Linked DNA regions of Columba livia: region 2 is linked to region 1. Evidence: chromatin contacts called from public Hi-C data. All regions are on one chromosome and are shown on one strand. The core of a region is the stretch at or near the end of the contact, and the rest is flanking DNA. Distances in the headings are between cores, read along the strand shown.

Region 1 (5,481 bases), core at 635-3,134:
TTTGTCCTCATCTTAGATACTGACGTTTCGGCTCTTTTGGTAAGAGTGAGGAGCCTGAGCAAAGTTAGGTTTATTAGACACTTTGCAGGCCATGGATAGCCTGGTATTGCTGTGGATAGTTGCAGAAAGAGGTAACAAGACCACACCTTTAAAAGCCCCTGTGCAGGGTGAGTCATCTCACTTCCACCTTATCAACCCCGTTCTGCTTCTGCACCTTCATTTCGACCCCTTCTCCCTGGCTGAGGCTGCATGCCAACCGCAGCTGGTGAGCCTGCAGTTACCTGCAGCGTCTCAGAGAAGAGCACACAGACCGGGCTGCTCCCTGCAATGTCTGTGGCACTCAGTGAGTGGCACCTGCTCTCCAGGTGCAGTCACCTCCCGTGGCCCCTCCTGGCTCACCCTATCCAAGGCGCATGAAAGAGGATGTGATCTGTGTTTGCCCATTGCACGACCACATGCTTATCCTGCTAACAGTGTAAGATGTCTGCAGGATAATATACAGGCTAGCGGGAAGGCTACTGTGCACCGCTGCTGCAAAAATGCAGAAGGACATGTTTAATCCTGATACCAGAGGAAGAGAATGAGAGCTGCATGGAAAGGTTTGAACTGGATGGGGCACTAACTGCAAGAATTGAAACCAAGTGCATGCAACAAATAAAGCACAGCACAGAAAAGGAGCTTTAAAAATCTTTTCTTCCAAGTCTGGCAGCATGGTGAGGAATCACCTTGCAGGCACAGGAAAGATGATTGAGAGGCATCTTGGATATCAGAGGATAAAGTAAGGTGGCCATGGTACACCTGTCTCAGTACAAAGGCCAAGCTGTTTTTTTCTGTCTCCAGGAATGAGGACGGGGGCCTTGAGCTGCATGAGTTTGCTGTTCCTCCTCCTGCCAGGACAGCGGAAACCAGGAAAATGAGGAATGCTGCTTCTCAGAAAGGTGAGGGACCTCCTGGTCTTCCCTCGTTTTCAAGGCTTGCCTGATTTGGTTTTGGTATATTTGCAATAAGTATCTAAAGAAGTTCACAGTTTTGTTACTATTGGATTGCCTTATCTCAATTATTTTTACTTCTGTTCTGCCAGAAGAGAAAAGGCAGGATCCTATTGGGCTAGTTATGCCACACGCCAAGAACAAAGTGCTGTGAGCTTGCTGGCTGCTGTGCAAAGCGGATACGCTACACAGAACGGGGAAGCCCAGGGAAACAATGCAATGACACCGGTCGGTCAGCAAACAGTAGCCACATGACGCTAGCACCTCACCATCATCACATTGCTGTGATCACTGAGCTTAGCGGGATTTGGACAGGGAACAATGCAGCAGCCATGCTGATGTTTACGGGGTTTGCTAGGTCAGCAAAACTGCCCACTGGAAATATGTCTGAGTGGGTCATCAGGCTTGTTTTCACTTGGCAGAGAGCCACAGTGTGCATCTCCCATGAGCAGGCAAGCTGTGAGTGGCTTTAAATATGAAGGTGCGTATGTACGTACTTGATAAGCCGCAAAGGGAGAACCTTAGGTGAGGTGGGTGACACACCAAATACAGGGCAAACGACCCCAGAGCAGTAACTGGGCTACCTGTGCGAGTGGAGCAAGATTAACTGACCACAGCTGGAGTGGTGGCTGCCAAGGGCTAACACGGGAGCGGGGCCGACAGGAGCTCAGCTCCATGTGGAGTGTAAAACGCGGTACTTGGTTTGAGGAGTGAGTATCAACGGGATGCAGCGGCCGAGCGATAGGCCGGCCGCAAAGCGGGGCAGCAGCCGCTGAGCGGTACGGTGTGGAGCTCGGGGGAAGCACCCGGAGGATGCAGGCAGCCCCGGGCCCCGCACGGCCGCCGGCAGAGGCGCCGCCGCTCCGCAGCCTCCCCGCGGGGGCCGTGCCGGGCCGGGCTGGGGGTGGCAGTCCGCCCCGGGGGCGGCTCAGCGCAGCCGCCGGCTCCGCCCCGCCGGGCCAGGGGCAGAGCCAGGGCCACATCGGCGCAGGGAGGGAGTGGAGCGCACCGCCGAGCTGTGCCGGGCAGGTAGGCGCGCTGCGGCCGCCCGCTCTGTGCGGCGGGAGGAGAGAATGAGGGCCGGGACTCCCAGTGCCAGACCTGGCGGCCCCGCTCCTTCGGCCTGGGGGTCTCAGCTTGGCGGAGCCGGAGGCCCGTCCCGCGGGGATCTCAGCGGCGGGGACTTCCCGGGGGCTTTCCGCGGGGCGCTGGCGGCCGGGAGCGGGAGCGCCTCCCTGGGGCCCGGCGGGGAGCGAGTCCCCGGCTCGGTTAGCGCGCTTAGCGCAGCCACTTTCCGGGGCAGCCGCGGGCGGCCGGGCGGCCAGCCAGCTCTCCTGCGCACCGGGGGTCCCGCGCCTTCCCCCGCGCCGCGGTTAGTGCGGGCGCCGCGGGGAGCCCCTCGGCGGGAGAGTCCCCTTGCTCAGAGCTCACACGCGGGCTCTGTGTGTGCCCGTCCAAGCTTAAAGTGGTGGCTGAATTTTGATCTTCTTTGAGTTGCTGGTGCACGGCCTAAGAAAAAAAATCATCATAAGGTGCAGTGGACCTGATGTCATGCAGGAATGAGCCCTACAGGCCTGGTGTATTGCTGTAGAACGATTTTGGCAGGCTGAATGTGCCTCAGCTGCGTTCGGGTGAGACTGGGCTATGCTGCTGTCTTCAGCGAGACTCTGTCTTGACTGATCTCTAAGATGTAGATTAGATGCCTCTGTAGCAGTCTTACCCCTATCAGAAATCTGGTCCTGGTGCAGCCTCCTGTTTTCCTTTTTTTCTCCCCTTCTTTTTAAGAGAAGAGTTCAGAGCAATGCTTGCAGTTCAGCAGCTGGATACATGTTGGCTGTGAATTGTCCTGCAGTGCAACTGTTAACAAATCTGTTGATACAGAGGGATAAGGGCTTGTTACAAGCCGGGCATGCCATATCTGCCCTAGAGCACAGAAACTCTGCTGCGTGTGCTTTAACATAAAATGGAGCACTTGGTACAAAAAACAGAGAGGGAAAAAAAAAACCCCAACATCCTGGAATCTAAATGTTGGCTTCAGTAAACTATAAAGCTAGTTCAGGATGAAGTGTTCCTGTGTCTTGGACCAGATCTACATTTCCATCTTGTGCATGAGATGAGAGCTTGAAACTTAACTAGCTGTGTGAGGGAGGAACAGTATATTACTGCAGTGCTTGCAGAGGTGGTGGCTTGGAGGAAGACCAGCTTTTGGAGAGGTTGGTGCTGCTGCTGGTGGTAGAGGTTCACAGGAATGTTACCTATCCCAGCACTAGCGAGGCTTCTCCGTGTAGCTTCTGAAAATGCCCATGTGCTTTTGTGCAAGTGAGGGTATACAGCTGGAGAGTGCAGATTTGCTGTCAGTGATACTTCCTCTCCACACAAGACTTTCTTTTTTTTAACTTTCTCAGGCACCTTGGGCCTGAGAAAAATCCTCTTCAAAGCTTGAGGCTTGAGCCTGCTGCTGTGAGGCTTACTGGCTGCATGAGAGCCATCGAGCAGAAGTGTGTGGCTAGGATCCTTTTGGTGTACTACAAGGTCCAAGTGTAGAAACACTGCTCTGAAAATCTAGAGGGAGGTGTCTAGTGAGAAGAGCAGTCTCAGTAGTGTGCTGCTATATGCTGATGTTGAGATAAGCATATGACAAGCTGTAAAAATGACAAATTACTCACAACTTTTTAAACACTTCAAGAGCTCTCAGTGGGCAGAAAGTGTTATTGGGGGAGGAGGGCACTGGTGGTGTGGTGACTGACTGGTTCTGCAGTGTCACAGCATGGTCAGTGGCAGTCCTGCCATTGTCCCATGGCAGGACCTGTTTGTGGTTTCTACAGTGGGGTGATTTTTAACATTCATACTTTTTTCTGGTCCTTTGGCTAGAGCAAGGACTCCCACACCTACAGTTGTGCTTCTTTAAACAACAAAAAAAACCCAAAACATGGGCATTTTTCACATGGGCGAAAAGGACCTTTGCCAACTGCTCTGCAAGCCACTGTGTGGATTTGGAGTGACTCAGAGAAGTGGGTAGCCTCTCCTCACTCCTAATGCCCTCTCACTTAATACCTCTTTCATAGAAGGATCTTGCTTCCAAAGTCCCCTCACTCAGTGGAGCCTCTTTGGGCTTGGCCTTCTCTGTCCTTGCCAATGGTTCTGGGGACTGCTAGGACGACATCCTTGTCCCTTTGCTGCAGGGCAGGGGTATCTGGGTGGTCTTGCAACATTTGCCCAGCTTCTTACCTGTGTGCGAAAGGAACAGAGCAAGACGGAAGCGCAGCACCTGGAGAAAGCTCTCCCTGTGGAAATCTCCGTCCTGCTGCATGGAAGCTCCTCCCTTAAGAGGATTTAGCGGCTTTAGTGATGCGGCTCATCTGGACTCTCTTCATTACTGTTATTGTCTCTATTTTAGTTCTCAGGGGACAGGCAGGTGTAGTGTGACCTACAACTGTAAGCTGGTGCAGGAGATGCTCTAACAAGACCTTCCCGCAGTTCCATGGAGGTTTCCTGCCCCTGCTACCCAGACCACTCTCCACTTCAAGCTCCATTAAGTGAGGGGGTGTGTGTCTTCTGAAATTTCTGATCTGACTGTAGCTGAGAAAAGGTTTTATCCCTCTCCTATATCTCTGGGCCCCTGTGTAACAGCTGTAAGGCAGCAGGAGAACATCTAGGACTGCAGGTGTTCATCCAGTAAACATTTAAATCAGAGGTGTAGGTAGGAATTTTGCAGACCTCCAGGAACCACAGGTCCCGAGATGCTTTCCAACTCAAACCATGGCTTTTCAGTGCCCACTAGCACAGTGGGAAGGACGCAGCAGAGGCAAAAAGTACTTCCACAAGGACCTTGGGCACTGACAGCACAGGGTCCATTACAGGAAAGCCAGGGTGATGCTGGGAGACGGACCATGCCCCACACTATCCTAAGTGGTCATTATTGTTCCACTTACGGTGTGTGTGGTGTGGCAGCCACTTTCTTCCTGCTCTCCTTTCTGTTTCTGCTCATGGGTGAGTGGAAGGTGCCAGCCTGGGTCTGGCAGGGCTCAGGCTGCAGTTCAGTGGCTTGGAAGGCTGGAGAAGGCAGCGATGCTTCCAACAGGCCTGTGCAACAAGGGTTGATTGCAGCCTTGGTTCTTGCACTTCTTCCTCAGTTTCCTCTTTGGAAAAACTTGTGTGCATCAAAATGATCTTCTTACTGCTGGGAATTCTGACCCTCACCCTGGAGTGCCTTAACTTCACCTCTCTAAAACAGGAGCACCACATCTGCCTCCCCTTCTTCTCCTTCCCTGCCTTTATTTGCCTCTGAACATGAACCATGCCATCCTGGGATCTGAAGCCTTTATATACAGCAAAGGCTGAGCTGGGCCCAGTAGCCTTGTCACCCACCCTGCAGTTGTCAGCTTTGATAGGCTAAGAAATAAACTGTGGTCTTGAGCTGACACTTCTGTTGGAGGAACGTGGGATCACAGCTTTCCATGGGCAAACGGTTAATGATACGTGTGCAAAGGGG
Region 2 (5,374 bases), core at 2,343-4,842, 97 kb before region 1:
CTCTGTGTGGAGAAGTCAAAGTCGTCAGTGCCAGTGGAGCCAGCGGAAGATGGCAACTGAGCAATGCAGAGGAGGTAGTTCCCAGGAGCTGCAGAGGCCAACCCAGCCCCTCCTGGCTGGTCCCTGCCTGCTCAGTCAAGACTCTGTGTGCTCTCTCAGGGTCGTGGGCAAGCTGATGCTTACCCTAATGGCTTATTAAATCCAGCGATCCTCTCTGCAAGTCGATAAATGATCGTGTCACATTCCTAAGCTGTGTATATTCTGCTGTGCCTGGCTCCAAGGAGGGGTTACCACCAGGTGTCTCCATTTGGTAGGTGGAGAAGAGGAAACGGCTGGGGCGAGAGTTCTGGTGGACAGAGCTCTGCAGGGTGCTGAGGCACAGTGTCAGCCCCAGAGCCCGGAACGTGAGCTGTGGGAACCGGGAGAGCAGTGCCAGTGCTCTGCTCTCCATATGGCTCCCAGCCTCTGTGCGAAGAGCACAGGATAACTGTGAACACCCAGTGGATTTGTCAGAACTTCCCCACCTCAGAGGGGTGCATTGTGAAAATTAATCAGTTTGTGTTTGACTTTTTAACTTGGCACTCCCTCAATAACTTCTTCACACACAAACCCACAATAAACTAATTAGGCCTATTTCTCTGACAGGCTGTTAAAGAAGAAAGAGAAAAAGGATGTGTCTAAAAGGCTTGAAAGACAATATTGGATACATACGCCAAGTAGCAAAATGCATCAGTAGCTCTTTAAATTCCTTCACTCTGAAGCTCTGATGAACAGAAATAGCAAATGAATGGCTTCCAGAATTGATGGGAAATAGTTCTTGTTGCTGTTTGGCTTGTGTTTCTCTTTAGGGGGTATGGAGAGCTGAAAGAGGGGGAGAGCTATGAAAGAATTAGTTTCAAAGAAATAAAGTATGTTAAGTCTCTTTTGAAATAACTTACTCGATTTGCAATATAAGGTAATAGAGGCCATGCTCACAGCTCAATTTATATATATAAATATACATACATGTATATTGTGAAGAACACAAAATAATTCCATCTGGAGAGTTGGGTATTGTCTTGCACAAAAGGCTTCTACTTGAGTCATTAATAGTATATTTTATTAAAGGAAAATTGGCTTCAAAAGTGGTTGGGAATTGTGGGAATAAAATTGGGATGAAAGTAATTATCCCTCTGCCCTGTCTCTTCCCTTGTGTTCATTTTTCTGTACCAGACACAGACAGCAACAGCAGCTCCTCTGTCTTCTGTTCCTTCCATGTTTGATCTTCTGCCTGCGCTTTCTTCTGCTGGGTCCTGGAGCCCGTAGGAATGAGGGTATTGTGTCCATATTGCATGTGATGACATGTGTTTGAACTACTACCAAGGCAGCCTGGCAAGAAGAGCTTGAAATCCATCAGGACTGAACAGTAGGCCAGGTCCCTGCTAGTGAACAGCCTGGCCACTTCTTTAAAACCCTTTGGGGATAGAAGACATAGGAAGAAAACTTGAGCCTGCTGTTACACCTTCTTTTTTCCTTCTGCCTAGAGGCTTGAGGAGGTCAGGGACAAAACAAGCATGAGCGTGTCAGCCTGGTCAGTGGCTGCAGCACGTTAGTATAAAATAGGATACAGAGGGACATGGGGAAGCAACCTGGGAAAGCCCACATCTGAATGGGTGTGTTGAGTACTGGAGAATGGTGGATCACCCCGAATGCCTTTGCAAAGAAGTGGGAAGCAACAGGTGACAACGAAGGTCTTCCTGGGCTGCATCTGGGCAAGGCATTTTGTGCTCAGCTTTGGTAGCTCACCTTGGCTGCCCCAGCCCAGGAGACAGTCAATGCAAAGGGACTGAAAAGCCATTGCCAGAATTCAAGCAGAAAGTGAGTGCAGTTCTTGGGTGGTAAAATGTCTCTGTGCTTTAATAATTAACTTGGAAAGGCTACAAAATGTTTTGTCTTTAACACAGCTAACTCTCTTTTGCTTTTAATCAATACAATGACTTATGGAGTGAAGTATCTTTCCAAAATGTCTACCCCATAGATTACTGTTCCTTGCTGAGAGGGCTGGTCATGAATTCTTGACGCTGGTGGCTTTAATTTCACCCAAAAAAACATTGCGTGTCATAATTGAGGCAATAATTAATGCTTACTGGGAATGCTGGATACTGGTTTTAAACAATAAAACCGTAAACTAATGGAGCATAATGTCACGTGGGAAAGACTATTTGGCTCAGCAAAAAACAGGGAGGAGAAAAAGGGAGAGACAGAAGAGGAAGAGTTCAACAGAAACAGTGATACCTATACGAGGCTCAAACAGAGAGGAAAGTGGGAAAAATCACTCTTCCTTTTATTAAAATAAAGTAATCCATTCAGTTAATATCAGGTCAGGACAAAAGGTTAGGGATCTTCCTGTTGTTAAACATTGCAGTTGGAACGCACTATCATAGCTAGGGGGAATATACAGCAAGTATGTAGAGAAAAAAATAATCTACACACAAAATTAAGTAATAAACAAATAAATAGAGTGTATGTTAACCTAAATATCAGTGTGCTCATCCTGTCTCTGCACTGGTATTTTTATTCCTAGCACAGTCGTACCCAGAAAAATCAAATGAGATCAAGACCCAGTTTCTCTCACTGCTGTACAGAAGCACAGTCAGAAATAGTGTATGCCTGAAGCAATTGTGTCAGCTATAGTGTATGAAGAGACTCGGTTATCTCCCTTTTACAGATGGGCAAAGTGAGGCAGAAAGGCATCAATAAACATTTAGGAATCAAATGCCTCGGTACCCTACAGACCTAGTCTTGCCTGATTTTGCCTCGGATTAAGCAGGAAGCCCACGGCAAAGCTGAGAATTGAAACCAGATCCCTGGGATACTCAGCCAGCGCCTTTTCCAAAATGCAGCTTTATATGTAAATGTGTTAGCCACTGGAAACTTTAAGTGAACTCTCATTATGTCAATTAATTTTTGCTTAATTAAACAAATCTTTTGCAAACATATGTGTGATGTTAGCCCTCTTTCTGTGTAGAAAATAAGACAGACAGCTATATGCACAGAGGGACTGGCTGGTAATTAACTTTAGTAGCATATTCATTGATCAAAAATACAGCAGCCCAGTTTTCACAGCTAGAACTGCGTTAAGTTTTGACCTTCTATGCATGGAACATCTGGATTATCTAATGCAGCCAGGGCAGCTCTATGAGGTCCCAATTATTGAGCAATATGAACTCGCTTCTCTACAACATAAAATGCAGCAGGCAACCACTTGCAACTGTGTGCCACTTGCGACCAACGTAGCCTTTATGTGTTGTCCGCAAAGGAATTTTGCAATTGTCACCATGTCTGGCAGAATCAGCTGGTTGTTTTAGGGCCAGGGCTATTAGCCAAACATGAAGCTCATGGCTAGACAGGGTCTGGAAACCCCCATGGTTGTAATCCTTCTCCAGACTACTTCTTTAATGGGGAAGCCATTGCACGGGTCTATTCCATGGCTGTCTTGTTGTGTAAGTGAGTGAGGGTCTGTTTTAGAGGGTGGCGGGAGAGACTAGGAACTTGAATTTTCTGTCTGGCCTCAATTTGATGACCCACTCCTCTAGCTGCTCTCCCTGAATGAAACTTGGATACTCTTTGTGACAAATTATGAGACTTATGGAGATGGGGGTTGTGGTGAATCTATTTACATTTTTTATGGGTTATACCTAATTAAAAAAAATGGATGGCAAGTGTAATCTGACTTGAGTATCTACAACTCTGCCTTAGGATTGAGCTAAAGATCTAAGTATTCACAGATACGGGCTAGAGCAAATTCCTCTATCCAGTCTCCTCTGTACTGACTCAGAGAGAGCAAATCAGCCCACAGGAAGCATGAAGCCCTGTGCCATGATGGCAAGACTGCTCCTGGTAGCTAAAGAAGAAAGTCCGTGTTCACTTTGGAAACCACTAACTTTACCACAGTGAAGGCTTGTTTTCACTGTGATTTACAATCAACAAATGCAACTGAAGTTAACATAATCATACCAGGACTTGAATCAGGAGCAAAACCACATCAGCATCATATGATCTATGTAGCTTTGCACATAAACTTTGCTAGAGCTGTGAAAAGACGGCATGTCACTCAGCTCATGTGTGGCTGTACAGTAACAAACACACAAAGTCTCTAGAGCATAATTTTCCTAAGCAAAGTGTAGGAATGGTCTTAATGCTGGGACATACAATTAGAGTACTTGTAGGTGTCAAATTGCTGCTGTTTATAGATGGGTATGCTAGACCCCTTCATGTGTGGCTGTAATCATATTCATCAACTGTGTGAAGGTAAAGCTGCAAACTGATGATGTTTTTGCTTGTGTTCGGTACTAGATAGGGGAGAAAAAAAAGTTCAAATTTCATAAAAATTAATATTGGATCCTGGAATATTTTGCCTTAAAATACATATTAGAGACTAATATCTTCATCAACAAACAACTATAAATGCAAGAAATTGAGAGAAGCTTTTTCCAAAATCTCCATCTGGCTGATTCCATCCTTCTCCCTTCCTTTCTGACCTTTCTCATACTATGCTAAATGAACCTTCCTATTTCTTGGTTTGGAAACATCTTCCCACATGTGTCACTTTTTTTAAACTCCAAAATAAAAATGAAGAACTATAGCACTCACTAAAACTTCAGCATAACTCCTCTTCTCAACTGATTTAAAAGGAAAATATTCTGCTCAGATCTCCTTAAATGAACTGTCAACAAAGTATGCTCCGGGCAGCCAGAATTCAGAAAAGTCACCCAGTGTGCTGACTGGGGAGTAGAAAAACAAACCAAGGAGTCGTTCCCCCAAAACAAGAGGAGACGAGCCTCGTCCCACTGGAGCAACTCTGAATGCTGAAGGTTTCCCTACGTGCCTGGCTGAGGAATCCAACCCCTCACCTCGCTAGCTTCGCCCTCAGAAAGGTTATCTTGCAATCAGAAATGTTGCGTTGCGTGACTTGGATCCATTGTTTATAGAATCGTCTAACTGACTTCATATGTATCTGGTCCAGGGAAACTGATGTTATTAAAACACAACACTAAGGCATTGAGCTCCGATAGCAGTTCAACATGAACAAATAAAGCAAGAGTTTTCCCCAAAGTAAAGCAAAGCAAGGATCCCGGCCTTCGTGTGAACTGCAGGGATGAAAGGAGGATGTGATACCATCATCTGAACGTTGACCTTTTCACTGTTGTTTCTTTTTCCAGCTCCAAGCCCCAGGCCTGGGTCTCTCCCACTCTCTTTTATCCCCTCAATCCAACCCTAGGAAAACCCTGGAGCAGGTAAGCTATAAGCTGAAAAGGTTTTTCTCATGTTTTGACTCTATTTATGGCTTTTGCAGCCTGGTCAGAGAAATGCCTGGATTGTTAGTCGTGAACTT

The links. A called contact is a pair of places that touch in the nucleus more often than the background predicts.
Region 2: a Hi-C map of liver shows a contact between it and region 1, with 1.7 times the contacts expected there. The contact joins the enhancer-like site here to the promoter of CD82 in region 1. A contact is called at or near these places in 2 of 2 Hi-C or Micro-C datasets (crop and liver).

What each region holds. Positions count from the first base shown.
Region 1 is chr5:44,531,755-44,537,235 of bColLiv1.pat.W.v2, reverse strand. It overlaps CD82 (CD82 molecule), which reads left to right and starts at 1,884. Exons shown (of 9, transcript XM_065064761.1): 1 at 1,884-2,018.
Region 2 is chr5:44,630,274-44,635,647 of bColLiv1.pat.W.v2, reverse strand. No RefSeq gene overlaps it. Among named protein-coding and RNA genes, the nearest start is that of ALX4, 64 kb to the left of the region's middle. Within about 2 kb of position 3,592, at least 1 of the 3 cell types and tissues checked has an H3K27ac peak away from gene starts, as active enhancers do.